2 separate regions of the Oryctolagus cuniculus genome follow, and region 2 is linked to region 1. The links are chromatin contacts, called in public Micro-C maps. All regions are on one chromosome and are shown on one strand. The core of a region is the stretch at or near the end of the contact, and the rest is flanking DNA. Distances in the headings are between cores, read along the strand shown. Region 1 holds the start of GSTZ1 (glutathione S-transferase zeta 1). Region 2 holds the start of VIPAS39 (VPS33B interacting protein, apical-basolateral polarity regulator, spe-39 homolog).

Region 1 (5,605 bases), core at 798-3,297:
GTGAAAGTGATATACACACAGCGGAAATCTGTCCTGTCCCCTCCTCTCACCCAATACTGGGCTGCCACCGTGAGCCTCAGCTCCCAGCCACACGATCAGGAGGAGGAACCTCTAGTACGCCATGGTTAGCCGTGTGGCAGCCGTTTCTCAGATGCTGTGTTTTGTGCTCCCGCATCCCATCACGTGCACAGTGTGCCCATCTGTGAAGCTGAGGTCTTCAACCCTCCTCCAGGATAGCCTTAGCAGTAGATGACTCTGACCAACCATAGCTAATCTAAGTGTTCTGAGCACACACCCACGGCTCTGGAACAGGCAGGCAAGGCTAAGTAAGCGACAATGTTTGGTACCTTAGGCAAACTAAATGAATTTCCAGCTTAACAGTATTTTTTCCGTTTACTTACAATGGATTTACCAGGATGTAATCCCATTGTAAAGCGAGGAACATCTCTATTTTAGTTTATTTAAAAAGATTTATAGGGGCCGGTGCTGTGGCATACTTGGTTAAGCCACGGCCTGCAGCACCATCATCCTATACAGGCTCTGGTTCAAGTCCTGGCTGCTCCACTTCTGATACAGCTCCCTGCTAATGTACCTGGGAAAGCAGCAGAAGATGGGCCCCTGCACCCCTGTGGGAGACCTAGAAGTTGTTCCTGGCTCCTGGCTTCCACCTGGCCCAGCCCTGGTCATTGTGGTCATTCGGGGAATGAACCTGCAGACGGAAGGTCTCTCTTTCTCTCCCTGTAACTCTATTTTTCAAATAAATATTTTTGCAGGACACAGCAGGGTGGCGCAGGCATTCATGACACTACCCAGAAAGGTGCACAATTTTAAAACTTATAATTTCTAGAATACTCCTTTTAATATTTTTGGACTGCAGTTAACCACAGGTAAAGGGGGACTGCTGCACATCATGTTTCTTTTTGTACTTTTTTAAAAAAATTCTTTATTTGAAAGGCAGTCACAAAGAGGCTGAGGTGGGGCGCGGGGTGGGATCTTCCATCCGCTGGTTCACTCCCCCACCCCCCACAAACCTCCCACCCCCAACTGGCTGCAGTAGCCAGGGCTGGGCCAGGCTGATGGTCGAAGCCAGGAGCTTCATCTGAGTCTCCCACATGCGTGCAGGGGCCCAAGGACTTGACCCATTTTCCGCAGCTTTCCCAGGTGCATTAGCAGGGAGCTGACTCAGAAGTGGAGCAGCCAGGACTGGAACCGGTGGCTTTACCTGCTATGCCACGGTGCTGGCCCTTTCTTTATTGTACTTGTAAAGCTCAAATTTAGGCCTGCATAAAGTATCCATCTTAGCAGTGCTCTTGGAAGGACTATTTCCAATTCAAATATGCTTTCTGATGACCCTAGCAGGTGTTATTTTTAAATCGTCTCTTACACACGGTATTAGAGCAAAACTCCACTTGCAAATGTGGGGGCTAGGCATTATCAGCGGGATGCAATGCCCCACCTTCCTCAGAGCTACAACAGGGGCTCGCAAATCTTAGGGCGTACAGGACTCATCCGGGCCGCTTATGTAACCGGCTTCTAGGCCGGTGCCACCGGAGACAGCGGCTCTGGAGCGCCGCATCCATGCTTCCTGGGTGCGCTCCGAAAATGCAAACGCCTAGGGAGAGAGGAGCTCGCAGCGCCGTGCATTAACCGGGAGGCGGAGACAAAAGGCGACAGAGAACGCGGCGAATCCACGCCGCCCCACGCGCTAGAGCGAGGACGCCTCCTAGAACCCGCCACTCCCGGGACCACAAGGGCCAGCCAGCAGCGCGCATGCGCGGCGCACTGTACGCTGGGAGTCGTTGCCGGAGCTGTGGGCAGAGCGCGGCGGGCTAACGCTGACCTCGCCCCCAGGGGATCTCCCTTTCTCTTCCTAGCGAACGTCTCCCCAGAGGGGCGTGGCACAGACCTTGGCCGCTTGCATCTTACACTTCGGGCGACCCCTCTTCCAGACCAAGACACTTAGCGCCTGGGACTCGTCGACGACTACGGCCCAGGACCCGCGGCTCCCGTCTGGACAGGGCGAGGGCTGGACTGGAATGGGCTCTCCCCGCGCTCCGGGCTCGGCCCCGGCCCGCCCCCTGGCCACGCCCCGACTCCCGGAGCCGCAGCGAGTTGCGGGCCCCTGAGCCCTCCCGGCCCCGACATGCTCTGCGCCACTGGCCGCCTCCTAGCGGCCCGGGCGGCGACCACGCTGTCCGCCCCGCCCAAGTCCCGGGGCTCCGCGTTCCGCTGCCGGCGGAGGGAACTACACTTCCCAGAGCACCCCGAGCTGCTCTTCTGTGACTCCTCGGCGGGGTGGCTGACGAGACCGAGCGTGCCTCCGGGCCGGAGGGCGGTCCTGAGGAGGGGGAGGATGCCGCCGGCCATGGGCGGAGGCCTGGCCGGGCCCGAGCCGCGTCCCCGGAGGGGCCGCAGTGCCTCCCAGGCTGCTAGGGCCGCGGGTACTGAGGCGGCGGCGCGAAGCCCCAAACGGCCTGCCCGGGGCTCGTGGCGCTTCGAGGCGGTCGGCCGGTGGGTCCCGCTGGCCCTGGTGACGCTGCTGTCCTTCGCCACCCGCTTCCACCGTCTGGAGGAGCCGCGGCACATCTGGTGAGCGACTGGACGAGCTCGACGGTCACCATGGCAACCGGAAGTGCCCTCTGATTGGCCTGGGGACGCGTAGGGGGCGGGGCGGCGGTGGAGGGGAACCTGAGATTGGCCCCTGTGAGGTGTAGTTTGTGTGCGCGGGAAAACGATTTTGCCCCGGTGGTGGGGAGGGGCAGTGGGATTCTTAGGATTGAAGGGAGCAGTGTCCATGCCTCCCAGGTTGTGCTGGAGTGTCTCACCTGCCTCCGAGATGGTAGCTTTCAGAGGTGTTTTGAACTTTCCCCAGGGAATTGGGAATTCCTGGTGCAGGATCTGGCACGGCCCGAGTTCCTAATCTGCAGGCTTTTCAGGCATTAGCAGAGGGGAAAGGTTCTTAGTGGGCACCTCCCTCCTATAGAGCAGGGTGTCAGGAGGCAGGCCGGGGGCTGCCCTGTGAGAAGGAATCTGTTTTCTGAAAGGTTTTATTTGGTACGACCCAGATGATCATGGTCTCCAGCTGGAAGGGGGAAAAGGTAAACTACTTGAAAATGGTTAATTCGGCCACGGAGTGATACCATATCTGTTCAGTTCGCCTCAGCATTTAAGGCTACTCTCAGTGGGTCTCTAAGTAGCAGGGTGGGGCCAACCTATGGTATTTACCTCAACCATGCCCTCTGGCATTCTGGGTTCAGCCACCTGTGAATAAGCTGGCGTGGAGGGGCAGTGAGTTTTTATTTTAGGGAACTGGGATGTAGTCTAAGGCCAGTGTGTTCATTATGACCTGTGCATGGGAGTTTGGAGTGACCTCTGATCTCCGTTGCCTTTGCCAATAACCACCCCCGACTCCCAGGGGAAACAGCAAGTAGGCCCGGCGGGAAGACGTCTCATGGCCCATTCCAGCATTGCTACCTGAAGTGGTGCAGAGCGCTCTGCTCGGCGCCCTGTGTTATATTTTATTTGGATCACCGTTAAATTTAATTTAGCTCATCATTACATTGGGTTGGTTAAGTCACACGGGCAGTGTCACTGCCAATCATTGTACAGGACATCAGGGAAAGGGTGTGACTTCTGTCCGTCACACTGGTAGCGTTTGGTGCTGACCCACATGTTTGCACACGTGCTGGGGTGACCCAGGTCTGGGGGTTGTGTGACGTCAGGCACATCAGAACAGTTCCAGTCAGACCATATCCACATGGGTTTTTCAGTTTTCCTAGTGCGGTGACAAACTCAGAACAGGCTGCTACTTGCCACTTGATTTAAGTGAGCATTGGGTGGTTAGCCGGCCTTTGGTGCTGGACCTGGGGGATCAAGTGAGCACTAGGTGTCTCCCTTCTCTTTGTATTTCCAGGGATCTAGGGTGTTCCTTCTCTGGGGTTGGGGTTCTTTGCTTCCTTTCACTGCCACGTGATTAGTGTGTCCCCCACACTCAGTGTTGTAACTGTACCTTCTCTTCAGTTCTCCCCTGCTCTTATCCAGGGGCAGAAATGGCCACAGTGTCATCATGTCTTCTACCTCGACACGTGTGGGCTCCTGTGGAGACCTGAAACAGCAGTGCACACAACCAGGTGACCGCTGTCTTCATGCTCCGGGGCCCCGCTGCTCCTGGATGAGTCCACGTGACCGAGCTAGGGTTTGGTCCCCTAGAACAGCCCTCTGGGGCTGATCCGGGGTTTCTTTCAGGGAATAGACAGGTGCATAGAACCCCCCCACCCCCTTTTCCTGTTTGTTGCTTGCCTGGCAGCCAAGAGGAGAGGAACTTCCTGAGGATGACTGCATTAGGTGATGGAACTGTTTTACTGGGGGGTGTGGAGCAGGAGGAGGTGAGGGGTGGAGTCCGCCATCTTGTTGAGTTGGTTTTTGAGGAGACGGTCCAGTGTGCGGCAATATGCATGTCTGTAGGTGGTAGGGAATGTGGAGTGGCCGTCAGTGCCTTGGCTAGTGGCCCAGTATGTGGGACCATCGTGAGAAAAAGGCGCATCATTGTCAGACTGGATACATGTGGAAAGCTAAAACCAAGTGTAGGTTCAAGGGCCACAGTGGTACATCTGGAGTCAGATGACTGGACCGAAATAGCATCAGCAGCAGGGAAACCCGAGAAAGTATTGGCTCCAGTGAAATGCCGGTGACCGACCGGAGGAGGGAGCCAGCTCTGCTGTGGTCTGTTTCCTAGGAGCGGGTGGACAGGTGCCACGCAGCGTGTCTTCCGTTACTGCAAGGCCCGCTGGCCAGGCTCTGGCAGGGGTCTGGGGAGCTGCCGTGGGCTCTGCTTCAGAAGCGAGCAGTTCTTTCACGTTGCCCAGTCTCTGGCGCTAGATGTGTTTCCACCCTGGCGCGTTGTTGATCCTGGTGGCTGTGGTAGCAAGCAGTCTGATTCCAATCAGTGTTACCAGCGTAGCAGCCCTTAGTGCAGGCACTACATGAATGATCCAGACGGTCCCATCGGCAGGCGGCCATGTTTGTTTCCACAGTTCTCAGCTGTTGCGAGGGGTATCTCATCTCTGTAGTTAGTCTCCCGAGTGGCGTGCACACCTGATACTTCAGCCCACCAAGGACTGTCGTTGGGGCTGGATGACTGCTGCTGCTCAGTGGACACCATCAGCTTTTAACTTAGCCTTACTATCTGTGCATCAGGCACAAGCTTTTAGAGAAACGTCCGTGAATCAGAGGCTCTGCCGAGCCACAGGCTGTGCTGGGGTGGAAGACAGTTTCTCCCAAAGGGGGAGCCGCTACTTCCTGTAAAGCTGAGATGCCTCTAGGGCCAGGCTGGCTGCACTCTTGAATGTCCCACAAGACCAGCGAGGCTTGTTGAGCCCTTCCCTAATTTTCTGTAGACTTCAAATTGGCCTGCTCCATTCTGGGGATATCAGGCCCGAGAATTCTGAGGTGTTGGTGGATCAGGAACCTAATTTTAACAGGAGCTCAGTAGATTAATAGTTGCCGTTTAAAAGGATGTACTTTTTATCTGCTTCCAGCAGGTGGCGCAGTTTTCCTGGTGAATGGCCCCTCAGGAAGTCTGCAGCTGATGAGTCCTTAAAGCTGT
Region 2 (5,605 bases), core at 789-3,288, 150 kb before region 1:
CCAGCTACTGAGACTGCCTCATGCAGACCTCAAAGTAGCACTGTAACTCCTCCCTAACTGTTCTGTTCAGCTCCTGCCAACCGAAACAGTTAACCTCTTCCCTGACAGCCCAGCCTAGGCTTACCTGTCCAGTTGAGTTTGATGCTCCACTCATAAAAGAAGATGAGTTTGCCTTTGCGATTGTTAATGGACGCCTCTCCATCAAGCTTGCTCACTTCTGTCACCTCACACTTGCCCTCCTCATTCTGCACCCGCACTGCCAGGAACAATGTTTTCAGCTTATCTGTGGACCAATTTGAAGCATCCCTCTCTGTCCTGCAAAAGAGAAACACAGCTACGGACCAGCATTCAAGAGAGCGCAAAGGAAAGGAGGCCTGACCAAGCCCTCCTCAGTTCCACTCCACAAGGCCCACAAACACGCGGCTTTCTTTCAGGAAGCCCCAGGACTGATTTTAGCTACCAAAGACAAAGCCGCGCAGAGCAGCGCGAGCTGAAGGAAAAGTATGCGCTCCTGTCTCAGCATGGTGCAAGGCTGACTTGACACTTTCCTAGGGCGCCCTCGTTTGACCAAGTGGAAAACCGCACACAAGCCAGGATTCTTGAGGAAGTTCGTGGAAGATACAATGAAAAGGTTCACTCTATCTTAGTGCAACAGAACCTTGACCTCTTTAGCACTGTAAATGCCCTACACGTTCTACAGGGCTTCAGAGCAAACCACAAAAATTGCATCAGGTACTCTAAGTACGTCAAGAAGAAGGAGACAGGCCTTGCTATAGCGAAGAATCTCCCCGTGCCCCTTCCTACTTACTACCTATAAAATAACAGCGAAATTTGCAACTAAGTCCAAGTACAGCCAACGGTGTGAGCAAAGCTCAGCAGGATTCAAATGGAAGCTAGCATTCCTTCTGGAAGACTTTAGATGAAGGGGCAGGCTTTTATCAAACCACGCTGCCCGGCAACCTGGAGTTACCAACACAGGCGACCTAACAGTTCCGGGTGAGAGGCGGCAGGCTGTGCAGCATCACGGAGCTCTGGGAACAACCTGCACTACACGTGGCAAAGCTGCATTTGCTAGCCCGAGGCAGCGGTACCCTAGCACTGATATAATTTCGCCCACCCTAAGCCGCCAACAGCGAGGGTTTGGGGTTCTCGGGTTCTTCCGGCCACGTGCAGGAAGCATCGCCCGGCTCAGGCTGGATGCTGCGGCCAGGGCCTTCCTTTCGGGCTCTCTGAAGCCCCTCTCCTGGGACGCAGCCTTCCACGACGGGGCCCCCCTCACCCCAAACACTAAGCCAGTGACCTCAGCTGCGGAGGCCTGGGACTACGGACCCCTGCCACGGGAAGTACCCATCCTCATCTCCATCTCCGGGCGGGGCTGCCTCCGCCTCAACTCTGTCCGGGCCGAGATTCCAGCAACCTTGAAATCCCAGCGTGGACGCATCGCTCCTGCGGCCTGCCTTTCTGGCTCTCACCAGTGCCAGTTGTTGACGTTGGTGGCGTCCGCCCGCTCCTCCACGATCCAGCGTGGGTCGCCCTCACCCCACTTGGCCATCAGCTTTCCAATCTCGCCGCCACCAGCTCCCGAGCAGCCGCAGCAACAGCCTCAGGACCTCTTGGTCCCAGCCGCCCAGCAGCGCCTGGAAACTACTAGAAGCGGCCGCAGCACCTTCTGGCTTGCTTTTCCCTCCACCCCCAACCCCTCCCCGCCTTGACTTCCGGCTCCTCCCCACTTTCACCGACTACTTCCGTTCCAGCCAGACTGACCGTAGGTTCCGTCCGTTCTAGAGTTCCTTGAAGCTCCCTCGGTTAAGCCCTCAAAGAAGCCGGAAATAAACCTCGCACGACCATTCCTCGCCCGTGAAAACAGAGAGAACACGTCCCATTGTTTCCCTGGACTCTAATTCGGCCTTACTGAGCCTCATGGGAGTTGTAGTCTTAAGTGACCCTCAGGATAACCGCGGAAGGTCGAGCTGAAAGTAAAGGAAATGACGTAGAAGTGTCTCGCTCGGATTTCTGGGGGCTGTAGTTCAGGAGCCCCGTGGTCTCCCGGGACTGCGCCTTACACAATAGGCAGCGGAACTACAACTTCCAACGTGCCCTGCGACCTCTTTCTTTAGCCATCCCTCCATGGCGCCACCCCGCCCTTCACGACCGCCTCCTTCCGCCCCTTCCTATGCCGCACAGCCTGACTAGAAAGGCTCGTCCGGTAGCGGCGGACGCTGTCGCTGTCCTGAGAGGGAGGGCTCGATGTGGAAGAGGTGAGGGTGTCCCAAGGCCCTCGGGTCGCTTATCTCCGCATCCTTCCCCTCTCTGAGGCATCCCTACACCTCCTCCCCATTGAGGCCGGATTCTTGGAGCCGGGGCGACCCTTGGGAGCCGGCGGGGCTGCGAGGGAGCCCCCAGCGTTTGTTTCTTAACCAGCATTTACTCTGTCAAGGTTCCGCTTGGCTCTGGCGGTGGCGGCCGAAGGCTTCCTGGACGTTCGCCCCGGAGTCAGCGTGTTTTGACCCGTAACCCCCCTGTCCCTGGTCTCGGGTCACAAACCGCACCTCAGCTGGCTCGAAAGATGATCGAGTTGAAACCGAGTGTGACGTTTCAGTAGATGGTTTCTGGAGTGTCCGGAGGCAGGGAGCGTCTTGGTTGTGGTTTTTTTTTTTTTTTCTTTTGTTTTTCTTTTTTCCTAACATCCCTCTGTTCTCCTACGTCGTGTTCCTGTTCTCACCTCGGATCTGTCACCCTCCCTGGTGGACTGAGTAAACAGGTGACGCCAAGGACCGGCCTCTGAACTATTTTAAATCATGTGGAAGCACCTTGGTCAGTCGTCTTTAACAACTGCCTGGTTGCTTTGTAACTTCTAGAGCTTTCGAATCGTGTCTCTTCGCTTGCCGGGTCAATCTGGGTTCTCTTCTGGTGCTCGGAGTACACGATAGGGTCAGCTCGGCACTGCCGTGGGACGGTTGAGGTTGCAGGACTCCTGATGCCGGCTGAGTTGTTAGAAACGTTCGGGGCCTCTCTGTGGATGCTGCCCGTGGTGGAGGGACGATCTGCCCAGTTGTCCCGGGAGTGAAAAGCAGGTGGTCGGAAGGACCGTGGGAAACTGTGGGACTGGTCTAGGAGCCAGAAAACCTGGGTTACCTAGTTTGCTGTGGGACTGATTGATTAACCAAGTGGTGGTGGTGTTTGATCCTTTGGTGTCTGACTTTCCTCATCAGTGACACGGAACAGGAGTCCGTGCGGCCTGCCTTGCAGGAGTATTTGGAGGAGCAAGTGACTGAGGACTGTGCTTTACGACCTTGCACATGTGCTAGAGACTTGTGTTCTGCACACATCTTCAGCATTTGTGCACGCTTTCAGTGCTTTTATATTGTTTATTTTTTAATCTTTGGGATTTGCTAAAGATACTTCTCTAACTTATTCCAAGGTATTGGCATGGCTTATTAGTAATACAAGTTAATACTGAGCGTTAATTTTGTGTCAGTCACTAAGCACTTTACATGTATTAATGGGTTAATCTTCATATCATCCCTATGAGGTAGTTCATTTGTTATGGCCATTTTACAGGTAAGGACACCAAGAGAGAAGGGGTAAGATACCTAACAGGAAAAGGAACAAACATTTAGTGTTTCCTTTGTGCTAAGCACTGTGAAGTGTTTCCTGAGTCCTCTCTGTTTTTCAGTCCAACCCATGAGTTAGGATGTAATTTTCTCCAAGGCTTAAGTGTAGTTTGCTCAGAATTGGAGAAACCAAGATTTCAGCTCAAGGGTGCTTGACTACAATGCCTGTGCTTGTGTCGTCAGCAGCTGTTTCTTAATTTTTACTTAGAAAAGGGTTTAAAAGGCACATCTGGGTTCAGCAGAAATCAGTTAGTGATGTCTGCCTTGGGAAGGGACCAGCTAGAGAAGGTTTGGACCATACCTTTGCCTACCCCGTGTCCTCTGAGTTGAAAATGCCAGGAAGCAAGAGCAGAGTGTAAGAGTCATCGAAAGCCTCAACAGGGCCACTGTGATGAGCTTTTACTGAGAAAGCTGCTGTTGAAATAAGAGGAAAAGCGAATCGATTGCTTTGGAGGTGATTTTTGGTGCTAGAAAGTTTTAATACTTGGTTCTTGGCTCTGACTTACTTGGCATTGATAGTTTAGTTTGTAATTCTAGGGTAAAACTTGTTTTTGCAGGGTGAAATCTAGTTTTAGAGTAGTTGTGAGAAAGACTTGTGGTTTTCTGATTGATTTCTTACATACTTTCTTTTCTTGGCTATGTCCTCATTTCTCATACTCTGGCCAGCGGTTGTTTAAAAAAAAATCATAATTTGAAGATACAGCCGTGATCATTCTTCTTTGAATTGCTTTGCTTTCGTTCTTTCAGGCACTTAAGAAGCACATGGGCGAGAAGGTTCTTTGTCCATTTTATTCACGGAAGTATCCTCAAACCTAGAACGGTGCCTCAGAGATGGTACTCGGTAGATACATGCTGAATACATGAATGCAGTTATTAATCTGTTTCTCTGTGTCTGCAGCAACGTTTGTGGTGGATTAATTGTAATTTATTTATTTGAAAGAGAGACAGAGATATTCCTTCTGCCAGTTCACTCACTAAATGCCTACATCAGCCAGAGCTGGGCCAGGCCAAAATCAGGAGCCCAGAGTCAGTCTGGGTCTTCCACGTAGGTGTCAGGAACCCAAGTACCTGAGCCATCATCTGCAGCTTCCCAGGGTGCACATTAGCAGGGGCTGGATAAGACGTGGAGGAACCCAGACTTGACTCAGGCACTCCCGTATAGACTGGGAATGTGCCAAGTAGTGACGTAACTACTGCACCAAACACCTGTCTTCTTAATGGATTCTGACAGCATTTGCCTGCCTTGTACTGTTACCTTCATGTACATCTGTGCTGAGTACTTCAGCTCTGTTGTAGGGTCCTTCAGGAGATTAACTGTGTCTTGCACTTCTTTATATCCTTACAACACTTGAGAGAATGCCTTGAACAAAGTAGGTGCTCTAGAACAATGATTACTTCTGGGTGACTACAGGATCAAAAGTATGATTGGATCAGTTGGAGACCCAGGAGTCTGATTTTTATGGCTGGTTCAAGTATTTGCTTTATTGGCTTCTTTTCTAAATCCCTATTACCTTGGAGCAGTTAGTAGTGGAAGCTCTTGTGTGGGGGGGTGTTATGAGTTGGTGTGTGTGTGCGAAGACAGAAAGGGCCACGTATCTGTCTTCCTCTCATTTTAGATGAGTCGGACAAAGGGTGATGAGGAGGAATACTGGAATAGCTCCAAGTTCAAGGCTTTCACTTTTGATGATGAAGATGATGAGCTTTCACAGGTAGGTTTCCACAAATAGTTGCTCAAGGTCACACCTCCTCCACAATGCCACTCTAAAATGACCTCTCCTTGCATCCTAGGAACCTGATTTTCGACCCTGTCCCCATTAGACTCAGGAATGTTTTGGGTTAGAAAAACATATGGAGAAAAAGCTTAGGAAAGAGCCAGACAGATTGTAGGACTCGACTCTGTCTTTGCTGCTTTATCCTGTTCAGATGATCTATTCCTTTCATTTTTTAAGAACCCCACGTTTTTTATTCATGTATTATAATTTATTATTTCT

The links. Hi-C and Micro-C count contacts between places; a contact is called where the count stands out from the background.
Region 2: a contact with region 1 is called in a Micro-C map of ear pinna, with 5 times the contacts expected there. The contact joins the promoter of VIPAS39 here to the promoter of GSTZ1 in region 1. A contact is called at or near these places in 2 of 6 Hi-C or Micro-C datasets (ear pinna and an unstated tissue).

What each region holds. Positions count from the first base shown.
Region 1 is chr20:23,056,882-23,062,486 of mOryCun1.1, reverse strand. GSTZ1 (glutathione S-transferase zeta 1) reads right to left here and starts at 2,047. Exons shown (of 8, transcript XM_017349456.3): 1 at 1,907-2,047. POMT2 (protein O-mannosyltransferase 2) reads left to right here and starts at 2,144. Exons shown (of 21, transcript XM_002719630.5): 1 at 2,144-2,589. The coding sequence starts at 2,144.
Region 2 is chr20:23,209,098-23,214,702 of mOryCun1.1, reverse strand. VIPAS39 (VPS33B interacting protein, apical-basolateral polarity regulator, spe-39 homolog) reads left to right here and starts at 2,038. Exons shown (of 19, transcript XM_008271985.4): 1 at 2,038-2,258; 2 at 5,231-5,323. The coding sequence starts at 5,231. It overlaps AHSA1 (activator of HSP90 ATPase activity 1), which reads right to left and starts at 1,985. Exons shown (of 9, transcript XM_002719625.5): 1 at 1,473-1,985; 2 at 125-315. The coding sequence starts at 1,552.